2 separate regions of the Pan troglodytes genome follow, and region 2 is linked to region 1. A link is a contact called in public HiChIP or PLAC-seq data. All regions are on one chromosome and are shown on one strand. Each heading gives the region's core, a stretch centred on a gene start, on an enhancer-like site or on the middle of the called end of the contact. The rest is flanking DNA. Distances are from core to core; before and after follow the strand shown.

Region 1 (6,140 bases), core at 915-3,414:
TAAACTTCAAGTTGGTACAGTAAACGCTTTAGAACGATTTTTCTGTCTGCCATAAACTCTAACTTCACATTTCCGGCCAGCTCTGAACCTGTCCATTACCTTACCGCTTGTCTCCTTTCACCTTTTCTTTTGACTCCTCATTTATCCTTTCCCTTTAACCCGTAGTCTCCTTATCCAACATCCAGAGTCCATGTGGCACTCTAACAGCCAGCCTCCATTACAACCCAACATGGACAAAAAGAGGGAGGCAGTAAACTTATTGCTGATATATTGATAATTATTGTGTTTATCAAAGGCATTTTATTCAATCTACGTTTCTAATTCTTAAATTTCCAATTGTCATTTAATGTTTCCCTCCCAGACACCAGGTTCAATTGGGAATGTTTGGGGAAGGGTATAAATCGCTGTTCTTGCTGGCTAACCTCTGTCACCTGACATCCTTCAGCTCCACCCCTTCTGGAGCTGTTTAGATTCAGCTAAGCACTGAGGGAGGCCCAAGCATCAAGGAGAGAGAGAGAAGGGAGAGCAGATGGGGAGATATAGTGTTTCCCTTTCCACAAGCATAAGCCATCGAAATATGCTCAGTTGTTTATGAGAGGTGATAGAGTTGAAGAACTTGACTGAATAAACTTTAAAAACAAAGATCAAAGTGAAATTTTGCTTCTAACGTATGTCTACGGAGCAGAAAACATAAAATAGAAATACTCCTAATTATCTAACTTATGATTTCATGGCAAGAATCGCACCCTCAGTGTTTTTATTCCTCGAAATGCATTACATGAAATTCCACACATCTAGAACATATACATTTTGGATTTAGTTGGTGAATATAATACCTGACCTATCCAGTCTGTTGGTTCCTCTGCAAGACACGAGCAGTAGTTATCTGATTTAATTCTAAAAACACATTTAAGTGCTGAGGCATATAAGGTACACCATTTATTTTGGCCAGCCCTGTCCTTTTCCAGACTACAAGTAAAGCAAGTGAAAACTTGTCTTCCTTCCTGTTCACTTAGCAGAAAGCGTTAGTTCTGATCGAATAGCAATTGCAGAGAGTTTAAAATGCTGGAAACACATGGAGAAAACATGCTAAATTTAAATAAAAGTTTTCATTCTTACATATAAAAGGATTCATTCTTTAATCGTTTAGAGATTAACCAAATTCTGTTATGAAAGAGAAGCAGGACATTTTAAAGAACTTAGGGCTTTATCATCATCTAGAGCATTTTCAGGATGGATGTCACTTGCAAAAACAAATGCTGTAATCACTTCTTTGAAGTTATTCAGTCCCTAGTTCATGAAATAAAAACTAGAAGATGTATAGCTAGTTAGCTAGCTACCATGGCTATAACTATGACAGATCCAAGTGGGAAAATCACTGGCAAAAATGACCACTGACTTCTGACTTAGTGCCTGATCTGAATCCACCCATTTACTCTTCAGTGGCTGTGAAGTACCATCCCACACCAAAAGAAATGTTGAAATTACTCAGTAGGTATTCCTTAGATACTGCAATGAGATTTTTTTTTAAAATCCCAAACTGAACAAATAAAGCAAAAAATAAATACCTTGGGCAATAGCTTCACGCTGCTTCAAACCCCTGCCGGTGCACTTGAGCTACCTTCAAAACACCGACTTCCTACACTGTCTTAAGATGTAAATTTCAAACCCGGACGCAGAACTCCTAAAAAAAAGCAAAGAGTAACAAAAATTAAGCAGATAGAAAACTACTTCTTGAACATACAAGAATTGTCTACAAGAAAGGCGGTAATAATAACTCCTAATAATAACTCCTTTCACTGTTTCCAGTTGATTTGAGTAGGAGACGGCAGTTTTGAAGTAAAACTGGAAACCTGATCCCCACCCCTTCACTTCTCGAGCCGGGCCTCGTCCCTTAATTCTAGAAATAGCGATCGCGAAAGCTAAGTGCCGAGAGAGTGCGAGAGAGTGCGAGGGCGTTTTTGGATAGCAGAAATGTTAGCTCAAAATCGACAACTTACAGTTATTCCTAAAAATGTTTAAATGGCATTCATGTAAAAGACACGGATTCACTTACTCCGATGACAGTTTTCCTCCCCTAAGCGAAGCACGCAGTGCGCCGGAGCGGATTATTTTTAGGGTGGTGGGAGACCAGCTGCTGCCTCCTATCGAGTTTCTAAATTGCTCAAACTGCTCTGGGCCGGGGCGGACACCGCGGCTGTGAGGCAGGAAACTGGGCAGAAGCCCCGCGCGCCGCGCCTGGGGCCGCAGACCCTCCCCATCCCTGCTCTGCTCAGCTTTGACTTGGGGCGCGCGCGACGCCGCGATTTTACAACCCCAAGTAATAGGCGTCCCCTAAACTTCATTAGACACTGAAACTTGGAATATGATTCCATGATTCTCCGGAGTCGGGTTTTCAAACGTCAAAACACTCAAGGTATTCTTGTTTCTTTGTTTTGTTTTTCTATGCTCTGTAAGCCCCCCTTTATTAGCCACGTAAGGAAGCGGATTTGGGGATTTCGCTGCTTCCCCCTGAACGGATCCGGGAAATGAAGGGCTCATTCTAGGTAGAGGCACCCACTGCTGGGTTATGAGTGCACGAATGTCTCACAGGAGCAAGGCTGGCTCAAGTCTAATTTTCCGCTTTTCCCCGGCGACCTAGAAAACTTGGTTTCTCTGGTGGACCAGCCGCCGCGCTATCGAAGGGCGACCCTTGCCCACGGTCCCCGAAAGTGAGACGCTGGTTCCCATGGACTGCGTAAACAGTCACCCTCTTCTCCTATTTCCAACCAGAGACATAATTAACTCTCGAGATAACGTGTTTATATTAAGATCACCCCACAACCACTCCCCCGCAAAACACAAGCCGTGAATTTTGTCCCCGACAACCCTCTTTAATTAACACCGGATTTTCTCAAGAGCCAGTTTTGACTCAGCTTGAGATAAGCATTGTTTTCAGGAACTGTCCTATTTTAATAAAGGATGGTCAGCCGGGCGGACTGCTGCCCCTGAGGCTCCGCGTGCCGTCCTCAAGGGGCGCCGCTGCAGGACTGCGGTCTGCTGGCGCTGGTCCCCAGATCTGAATCCTAAACACCGGTGGCCTCCTGGCCTGTGCGACGCAGGCCGACTCCAGCCCTGCCAGTCCCAGGGGATTTCTCCGCGGGCGCCCCACTCTTGGGAAGGTCGCTGCGTTTCCGGGTGAGTGCCTGGCCTGCGTCAGCGGCTGGGACTTGAATCCGCGGCCGCTAGGAATCTGCGAGGCCACATGGGGCCGAAACCTGGGAGGGTCCGAAGACTCCGTTCCTGTGGCCTTTGAACGCTTGACAACTTTACCCTGGAGCTGTCTGCAGCGGCGCAGGGAAATAAGAGAGCGTTTCAACAGTGAGGACCCTGGTACTATGGATGCAGCCCAGGGAGGCCGGGTGAGCAAGCTGGACGCGAGGCCAGAGGCTCTCCAGGGCATCTGTGGAGAGAGAACTGGAAATAGGGGGTGCCAATAATCCCAAGATGAAAACTCTGAGTGTGACTACACAAAATGAAGTTTACTTGAGGATTATAAAAGAATATTACAATTCATTAAGGTCATTTACAATGTTTAAAAATCATGCTTATTGTAGAAACTTTGGAAGATGTGAAAGTGTACAGAGGAGATCAAGGAGCCCCCCATAGATGCACCTGTGCACACACACCCATAAAACTACTGAAAACATTTTTTTTTATGTTTTAACAAACACAGGCGGTATGGTGCATTGATTAAGAGTGTGGACTAGGAAGGCAGCCTGCTCTATATCACATCCTGCTAGTTAGTTCAGAGACTGAACAAGTCACATAAACCCTCTGTGTATCAGCTTCCTCCTCTGTTTAATGGGACAATAAAGGTAAATAATTTAAATAAATATAGAATAATTTTTAAAATAATTTCAATGGCTATATACTATTCCATTGAAAGTCTATACCATAAGATTCATTTTCCCGTTGTTTGACATCTATTTGCCCAATTTTACTAATATCTGTGATCATATGATGACCTTTTTTCATAAACTTTTTTTCTTTCTAACAAGTAATGTTTTAAGATAAATTATCTGAAAAATAATTACAGGATCAAAAGTGGTAGATATTTTTAAGGCCGTCAACATAGAATGCAAAATCACCCTTCTATGAAGTTCGTATTAAGTCCCCCAAATTGTATGAGATGACCTATTACACTTATACTCAAACCAGCATTGGATATTGCTATTTTTTATTTTAAAAAAATATTTCAACTTGACAGATAATATTCAATTCTGTTATTCACATTCAACATTTCCCCAATATTGATTAATCTTTGTATCCCCCCTTTTGTGGCAGTTTGTTCACATACTTGTGTACCTCATGGGTCTTAATGAAGTTTACCATTTGTATAAATGTTTAATAAGAGTATACTAATCAAATGTTTAATAAGAGGATACTAATCCTGCTTCATATATGACACATTTTTCCCAATTTGTCATATTGTTAAAAAATGATAGTGCTGCTGCCTTTCAAAAAAGTAAGAAAAAAGTTTTCATGTGTTCTGTAAAGATTTATTAGAGCACACACTATGTGCTAGACATAGAAGCTAGTGATGAGTCAGATCTCTAGGGTCTATTGCACTTCATTGAACTTTCTTCTAAGGGAAATTTTATGTAGGCAAATTTGCTGCTTGTTGCCTTTGCAATGTATTAGAACACTTTAGTTAATAAATATTTACCTTCATTTATATTTGTTTAAAGGCTTTAGTAAAAATTTGATTTTGGAATTTATTTTGGCATACACTATGGGATGAAAATCTGCATTAATACTTTATTTGTTACACCAACACCATTTACTGAATAATCTTTTTCTTCTGCATTGTGGTGTAATACCACTTTTGTCATATACACATAATTAGTTCATAAAAAGATCTGTTTCCGGGCTACCTATTCTGTTCAATTGATCTGTTTCAATTTTTTATTATATTGCTATGATTAGACTGATTTGATTATCAGAGATTAAATTATATTGTAACCCTGACAGTGCCAGTCCCCTTTTCACTCTTTTCAAAATTTTCAAAGCTCCTCTCTTTGGGGGATTTTATTGGAATTTATTAAAACTAGGAAGTAATTTATAAGGAACATATTTTTAGTGCTTTGTCTCTTCACCCAGAAATGTAGTTTCCCATTTATTTGTCTTCCTTTTATCTCAATATTAAATTTATAGAGGTCTGTGCATATTTTGTAAAGATCATATAAATTTCATATTTTTGTTTTAATATTTTGTACTGCTATTAAGGATGTACTATTTATTTTGTCCCAAAAAAGTATATTTATCTTATATCCAGACACTTTATTAAGACTTCTCAGTAATCCCAGAGCTATTTCACCCTGTTACCTTGACTTTCCGGAAATATGATTTCATCTGCAAATAGTGGTACCCTTCCTTTTTAAAATACTTACAGCTTGTTTGCATTTTATCTCTAATTTTCATTAGCTACATTCCAGAAGTGTTAAATAATACAAGAATATAAATCATTGTTTCTTTCAGAAGTATATACAATATATTTTTAAATCAACATTGTAAGTATAATTTTCATGAAATAAAAAGTATCCATGATACATGTAAAATCCAAAGTCTTTTGAAATAACCATGATCCCAAAAAGATACAAAGTATTTCTATCTCCCGAGGAAGTTATCTTGTGCCTTTAACTAGTCAGTCTAACTATCTCTCACTTAGGGTAACAAGTGACCTGAAGTCTATCACTGGAGATTAGTTCACAAATGTCATATAAAAGGAGTCATACAGTACATACTCCCTTGTGTCTGGCTTCTTTAGGTAAGCATAATATTTTTGAGATTCATCCATGTTGTTGTATATATGAATAGTTTATTCCTTTTATTGCTGAGTAGAATTTCACTGTATGAATATGCAGTTTGTTTATTCGTTCACCTATCTGTATACGTTTGGGTTATTTCCAGTTTTGGGCAGTGATGAATGAAGTTTCGGTGAACCGTTTTGTAAACATAGGTGTTTTGTTTTTTTTGTTTTCCTCTTGGGTAAATATTAAGCAGTAGATTTGATGAGTCATATGGTAACTATACATTTAACTTTACAGAAATTACCAAAATGTTCTTCAAAGTGATTGAAACATTTTACATTCCCTTCA
Region 2 (6,140 bases), core at 1,165-3,664, 170 kb before region 1:
GGGCATTTTGACATTTTTTCTCTACTGTTTTCAACCCCTGCCTCATCCCACTACATTCTTACCTGACATTAGTCACACACACAGTGGACTCCAAACCACTTTTCTCCATTCCACTTTTCTCCATGTAAGCATAGATGTCCCCGTGGGCAAAGGCCACCAGCCACCACATGATAGCGAAGAGCAGCCAGCTGCAGAGGAAGGACATGGTAAAGATGACCAGCGTGTGGCGCCATTTCAGGTCCACCAAGGTGGTGAAGATGTCCTGTAGAAAGCGTCCTTGCTCACGGATGTTCTTATGCGCCAGGTTGCAGGCCCCGCTCTTGGCGATGAAGCGGGCTTTGGGGAGGCGGTCTCGGATGCGCGGCTTGCGCAGGTTCTCTGCGGCGATGCGCGCCAGCACATACTCCTCCGGGATGATACTCTTTCTGGCCAACATCGTCCTGTCACCATAGCCAGCTTAGCCACCTCCCTCTCACCTGCCTCTCCGTCCCTGGACACCCGTCCTCCTGCACGAGGGAAACATTCATTAAAAACTTAAAAACCCACCCTATCCTCATCTCTTGGGTCCTTGTATTCAAGGATATGTCTGTACATGTGCGAGGTGACATGCAAAACCAAAAATGTGATTTTTACTAACCCAAACATGAATCTAGCTTGTGCTTCAGTTCTGGGATCTCAGAAAAATTACTTGGTTTTAATAAAAAGAACTGTTTCAATTTTTCTTATTCTGAGTACATATGGACATAGCCTTAGTTAAACAAAACCAGGAGCCTTCCGGTAAACAGCAGGCTCAAAGATAATTCTCTGCGATTAACCGCGTCTGTAAATTAGTGCAAGGCTACAGCACGTGGCGTCAGTCATGAAGATTAAGACCAGTTGGGTGCACGATCTACTTATTAAAGTACTTAGATGATGTAGCAATATTAAAAGTAAAGAGAGAAAATTCTTCCTCCGTTATTTTTAGAAGTAAGCAAAGGCCATGACTCCTTGCGCAGTCTAAATAACGTGTACTCTGACAAAATTATAATTAGTGGTGTGCTATAGAATTTATAAGTTATAAGAATTATTTTAAATGCGAAAGAAGTATGAGTTGCATCTAAAAAGAGTTAAAAAGGTTCCTGTGGAAATCATAATATAAATTGAAAACTTTTTTTTTTTTTTTTTTTTTTTTTTTTTTTTTTTTACAACGAAGGAATCAAATATACAAGGTGCGGGGGGGAAAAAACCCAAGACAACAGCCTGCGGGTTGCAGTAGGGAGTGTGCCCCGAAAAGTCCATCCATCACTGCAAGCCTCTGCGGTGTTTTGCATTTTAAATCATTTACGGGAACACGGACAGCCTCCCCCCTCCCCTCCCCCGGAGCAGCTTTGAAACTTACAGACTCCGGGTAGCGGGCGCGGCGGCTGGACCTCCTTGCACACGCCGGCGGGCCGCGGGCAGGTCCCTCGCTCTCCCATGCTGGCGCGCGGGACCAGGGGCCGCCCAGGCCGGAGGGACAAATTGGGGGCTGCGTGTCCTAAGGAGAAGAGTTAAAATAATAAAAGGTGCAACTGAATCTAAACGCAGGGAGGGCTAGAGGAAGGGGGATGGGTGTAGATCTTCCCCTCCCCCTGCTCAGCTCAACTCCCTTGGCCACTTCAGTGGAAGGAGGAGGAACTGGGGGGGCGGGGGGGGGGCGATGCTCCACAAATCAGCCTCCCAGTTAGGGCTTTGACGCACGCCAGACCTCGGAAGCCGACGTTGTCGCGGAGTAGGGGGCGGGCGGGGAGGGGGCGAGCGCAAGTCCCCGGGAGGTAGGGAGCAGGCCAGAGGGAGGGACGACCCGGGGGAGGGCGGGACCTGCAGAGCCAGCTCCTTTCCAGTAGCCGCGACCCCCTGCCGCCAGCGTGACACACAAGTCTTTAAAAGGCTCTCTGCTCAGGGGAGAGAACTTTCTGAGTCCAAGTTCACTGACGTAAGGAGATTTAATTTTAATTTTATTTTGTAATCTAGGTAGATAACTGGGCTACTTCATGATAACTGGGCTACTTCGGACTGAATAAAAGCAGAGAGGTCAGAAAATATTCTTCCAAAGCGTTCAAGCTGTGGGCACACACAATTATTTACATTAAATTTACACCTGCTAGGAGAGATACAGGTGGAAGATGTTCTGAAACCCACTATAGTAAACTATTTCTTCACCAGCCAAAGCCAGTTCTCAGGGAATTAAACACACACACACCTCAAAACAGCGACTGCCCCCCACCACCCCCGGCCCCTTAAGGAAAAGAAAGAAAAAAAGAACCACTGACTGGCTCCCAATGAAGAAATTTTACCCCAAACAGGGACGGCCGTTAACACTTCAGCGCTGATAAGGCCAGGTCATTCGGTCCTCAGTAATTGGTTGCTTTCTGAAATGTTGCAGCTTCTTCCTCTGTCTAGATGGGTCTGAATGATAAAACAGCATTTGCGCACAAAAAAGGTTATACAATAAACATCTATAGCTTTTTGAAAAGGAGCCAGCGAAGACAAATGTGCTTTTTCCCACAGGTCAAGCCTCCTGATTTTGGCACTTGCGTTAATGGAAACTTTAATTCTTGGAAGTTTCACGTATTTTCCAAGACTCGGGCCGAAAGTGTATGGAGCATAAACAATGTATTCATTTAATTAGCCAAAGACCTAAAATTAGTCTTTAATGAAGGCAAATTTAGAACTTTTTTTTTCTCCTTGTGGTTAGATCTCCTTAACCCCTGTAAGCCCAGGATCCTGGTTTGTTAGTGGTAGTCCTCTTTTCTACTGTCATTAATTTTTGCAGTAATTTATGTAGTATAATAGTTTTACAAGTGTGTGAAGAATCAGTTTGTATAGTCAATTCCCGCCATTGTTCTATTTTACCTTTGACTTTGTACACATTATTATTCATTATTTTAGCCTGGGGAACATTTACTGAACACCTTTGTAAGCTTTTTTTAGGTTTATATGTCTAGTGATATATAAATATATGTCATAGTTGTTGCTTTTAAGAGGCAGTTGTAGTAAGAGAGAGATTCTCTAATACAAGCAGGGATGTGATTAGAATAGGAAAGGAAATTTTAAAATGCCATGGGAATTCAAATGAGAGATATTTAAGAGTAGGAGACTAAGGAAAAATCCATGGATTATTTGGCATCTGATCTAGGCTTTGTAAGCCTAGATATATTTAGGGTATACAGAAAAGCAGAGAAAAGACAGCCCACGTCAGCACTGATTAAGCCAAGTTGGCTACACAGCAGGATTGGACACTTGAGTTCAGTGCTCCCTGAGCAGGCACTGTTACCACCTACTCTCAATACTTAATGAGATTTTCATGTACTCGTCACTCCCATTCCCACCACTCCTGTACCCCCTCCCTTAAACTGGGGACTGCTAGAGGGCAAGGCTGTGACTTGTTCATCTTTGTAGCAAGGCCCTAGCACCATTTAAATTATAAATGGGCTCAAAAAATATTTTTGAATCAATGAATGAAAAATACAAAGTTGAAAAAGCATATTGGGGCCTTAAAAAATGCATAGACAGCCTTAAATGCTCAACAAAAGAAGCTGAGGAGTCCTCAGTATGTAGTGGTAAGCCATGGAAAGATTTGGATCAGAAAACTACACAATAAGAGCCTGTTTTAAGAGGATTGATCCAGAAGCAGAGAATATAATGGCTTTAAGGGTTGCATTTCTTGAGTATAGTCCCTCTGGGCTCCAAAATTCTGTAACTGGCAGAAGAGGGTGCTGGAAACTGTTACATTAATTCGAGAAGGAATGAGGTCTTGGGCTAATAGGTAGCATCAGTGGGCACTATACAAATACATACAAAAGGAATGTTATACAGAGTCAATATTGGAAAAGGGAAAAGTCAGAGGTGACTGTGATGTTTATCATAGTAACAGAAAAATAGTAAGAAAATTGGAATGAGAAGAGCTGAAGTACTGTGGAGAATTTATGAGAAGATTTGCAACAAAAAAAAATCCATATCTGAATTCTCTGAAAATTCCGTTCTTTTGGTATAATACATATTTCAGACTCTTTTTTTTTTCAGTGAGATGTATTCTTCCAAATACGCAATTTTAAATTGTTTTGACTTGCTTTCATAACAGAATGTCATATTTTTATTAGTAATTTAACTTGATTGATTCAAAATCGGCACATAATAAAGATCAAATTTGAAGAAATTAATAAGTAAATGTTTGACAATAGTAGGCCTAAGAACAAATAGTAATCATTTTTAAATGGTAAAGAATGTGTGCTATAAGAATATTACAGATATATATTTTTCTTTGTATTCCCTTTCTACATTGTTTCCTTAAGCAGTGTATGTCTTTGTCCTTCAACTAGTTTTTCTGCCCTAAGTGGAAGCTGCATGAGAGCACATTGTTTATTATCACCACACACCCAGGGTCTCAAATTGTTCCGAGATCCCAAGAATAGGTACTCAATAAATACTTGTCAAATGAAAAGAAGTAGGAATAGTGTTCAAAACATGGTATTTCTCTCTCTTGCATTTTCTCTCTCATCTCTCTCTACCCTTCATGGTTTTGCAACTATTTCTCAGAACCCACATAGGAAATGTGAACTTTTGGAATTCACTTTGCAGTCTGTTTCTATAGCTGTCTGCAAAAATTTTCTTATTCTCACTTTTCTCTTTACTATATTGCTCTACCTTTAAATCAAGCTTGTCCAACACGTGGCCCGCGAGCTGCATGCAACCCAGGAGAGCTTTGAATGCTGCCCAACACAAATTCGTAAACTTTCTTAAAATTATGAGTTTTTTTGTGATTTTTAGCTTATCAGCTATCGTTAGTGTTATTGTACATTATGTGTGACCCAAGACAATTCTTCTTCCAATATGGCCCAGGGAAGCCAAAAAATTGGACACTCCTGCAAAATTATCCATTTCTCCCTTCTTTAGCAACTTCCCTAACTTCCCTAATTGCTCTAAGTCAGCAATACTTAAACTTGTCTGGCATTTGCTAGCTAAGTTTCTCTTTACAACTTGATTTTAAGCTTAACTGACATATACCTCTATCCCCCAAAAGTCTTTCTGGACACATAGTAGCTGCTCAATAAATATTTATTATTGACTGACCTCTAGCTCTCCCTCATATTATGGTCCAAACAGTGAACATTTAAATTTGCCTCTGGCTGAGAAATTGGCAAAAAAAAATCAATTAATTTTCAAGAGCACATTTACTACTTAGGGCTTATTTTATTCATCTGCTTATTCAATCACTATATGCTGTTGTCCACTAAAAGTTAGGTATATTTTCTTAACTGTTCAATAATTTCCTTAATTGTTCTTTCAGGAGTGAAAACTAATTTGCACACTACCAGAGGAGATCAGTAATAAGTTTAGAACACAGCTAATTTTATTTACTATTATAATTTTCTTGAGTATGCAGGAATCCTGTTAGAATTTACTCATGTTGCAGAAATTTATGCAATTAAAAAGCAATTAAAAGATATTGGTTCAGTTGTAAGTCAGCATCTGCCAGGTTCCTTTTAGACCCTATGAGCATTTTCTTTGGGTTTCTGACATTCTCATTCTCTTAAGAAACAAAGCTTGTCAAGTGCCTTCAGACAAGTAGAGAAAATATTAGGTTGATGCTTTTCCTAATTGTCTGCTGCTTTGATTACTAAATGCAAATCAGTGAAGTTTCTGAAAGTACCCTTGAGAGCAAGGGTGAAATTCTTGCAGTTGTTGACTTTGCCTTTGACATGACTTGTAGACTTCAAACTCTTGGATTTCCTGAGCCATATTAGACTTAAAAATTTGGAGGGTCTTCAAAATGGCAATGGAAACGAGTCATGTTAGCTGACCAAATAATGGTTGGTCTATTTGCTTAGTATGCTGCTTTACTAGTGTCCTCATATAAACCACTTTGGAACATATTGCTTTGGAATCAACTTAATAAAATTGTTACATAAACTAGTAATCAAAACAGCATGTTATAAACTTACTTTTTTGGAGTCATCATGGAATGGGAATGACAGTATAACTCTTCTCAGTTATTTGTTCCACTGAATTCGGAGAACATTTCTTTTTGAGATATGTATCTATTTATGTGCAGAAAAGCATCACTCTGTTTTAAATAAGGTCACCCCATTTCTTCTTTGCAAGCTCAGCTCCTCATACTT

What was found. HiChIP or PLAC-seq counts read pairs in DNA pulled down with a chosen protein or histone mark.
Region 2: a contact with region 1 is called in an H3K4me3 HiChIP or PLAC-seq map of stem cell-derived excitatory neurons, with 5 times the contacts expected there. The contact joins the promoter of KCNJ8 here to the promoter of ABCC9 in region 1. A contact is called at or near these places in 1 of 7 Hi-C or Micro-C datasets (stem cell-derived neural progenitor cells) and 1 of 1 datasets of contacts at active chromatin or transcription factors (stem cell-derived excitatory neurons).

What each region holds. Positions count from the first base shown.
Region 1 is chr10:73,581,612-73,587,751 of NHGRI_mPanTro3-v2.0_pri, reverse strand. It overlaps ABCC9 (ATP binding cassette subfamily C member 9), which reads right to left and starts at 2,164. Exons shown (of 39, transcript XM_063785876.1): 1 at 2,057-2,164; 2 at 1,569-1,684. LOC134807487 (a long non-coding RNA gene) reads left to right here and starts at 2,903. Exons shown (of 3, transcript XR_010148071.1): 1 at 2,903-3,857; 2 at 5,711-5,809.
Region 2 is chr10:73,746,872-73,753,011 of NHGRI_mPanTro3-v2.0_pri, reverse strand. KCNJ8 (potassium inwardly rectifying channel subfamily J member 8) reads right to left here and starts at 2,414. Exons shown (of 4, transcript XM_009425751.5): 1 at 2,316-2,414; 2 at 1,379-1,516; 3 at 63-506. The coding sequence starts at 436.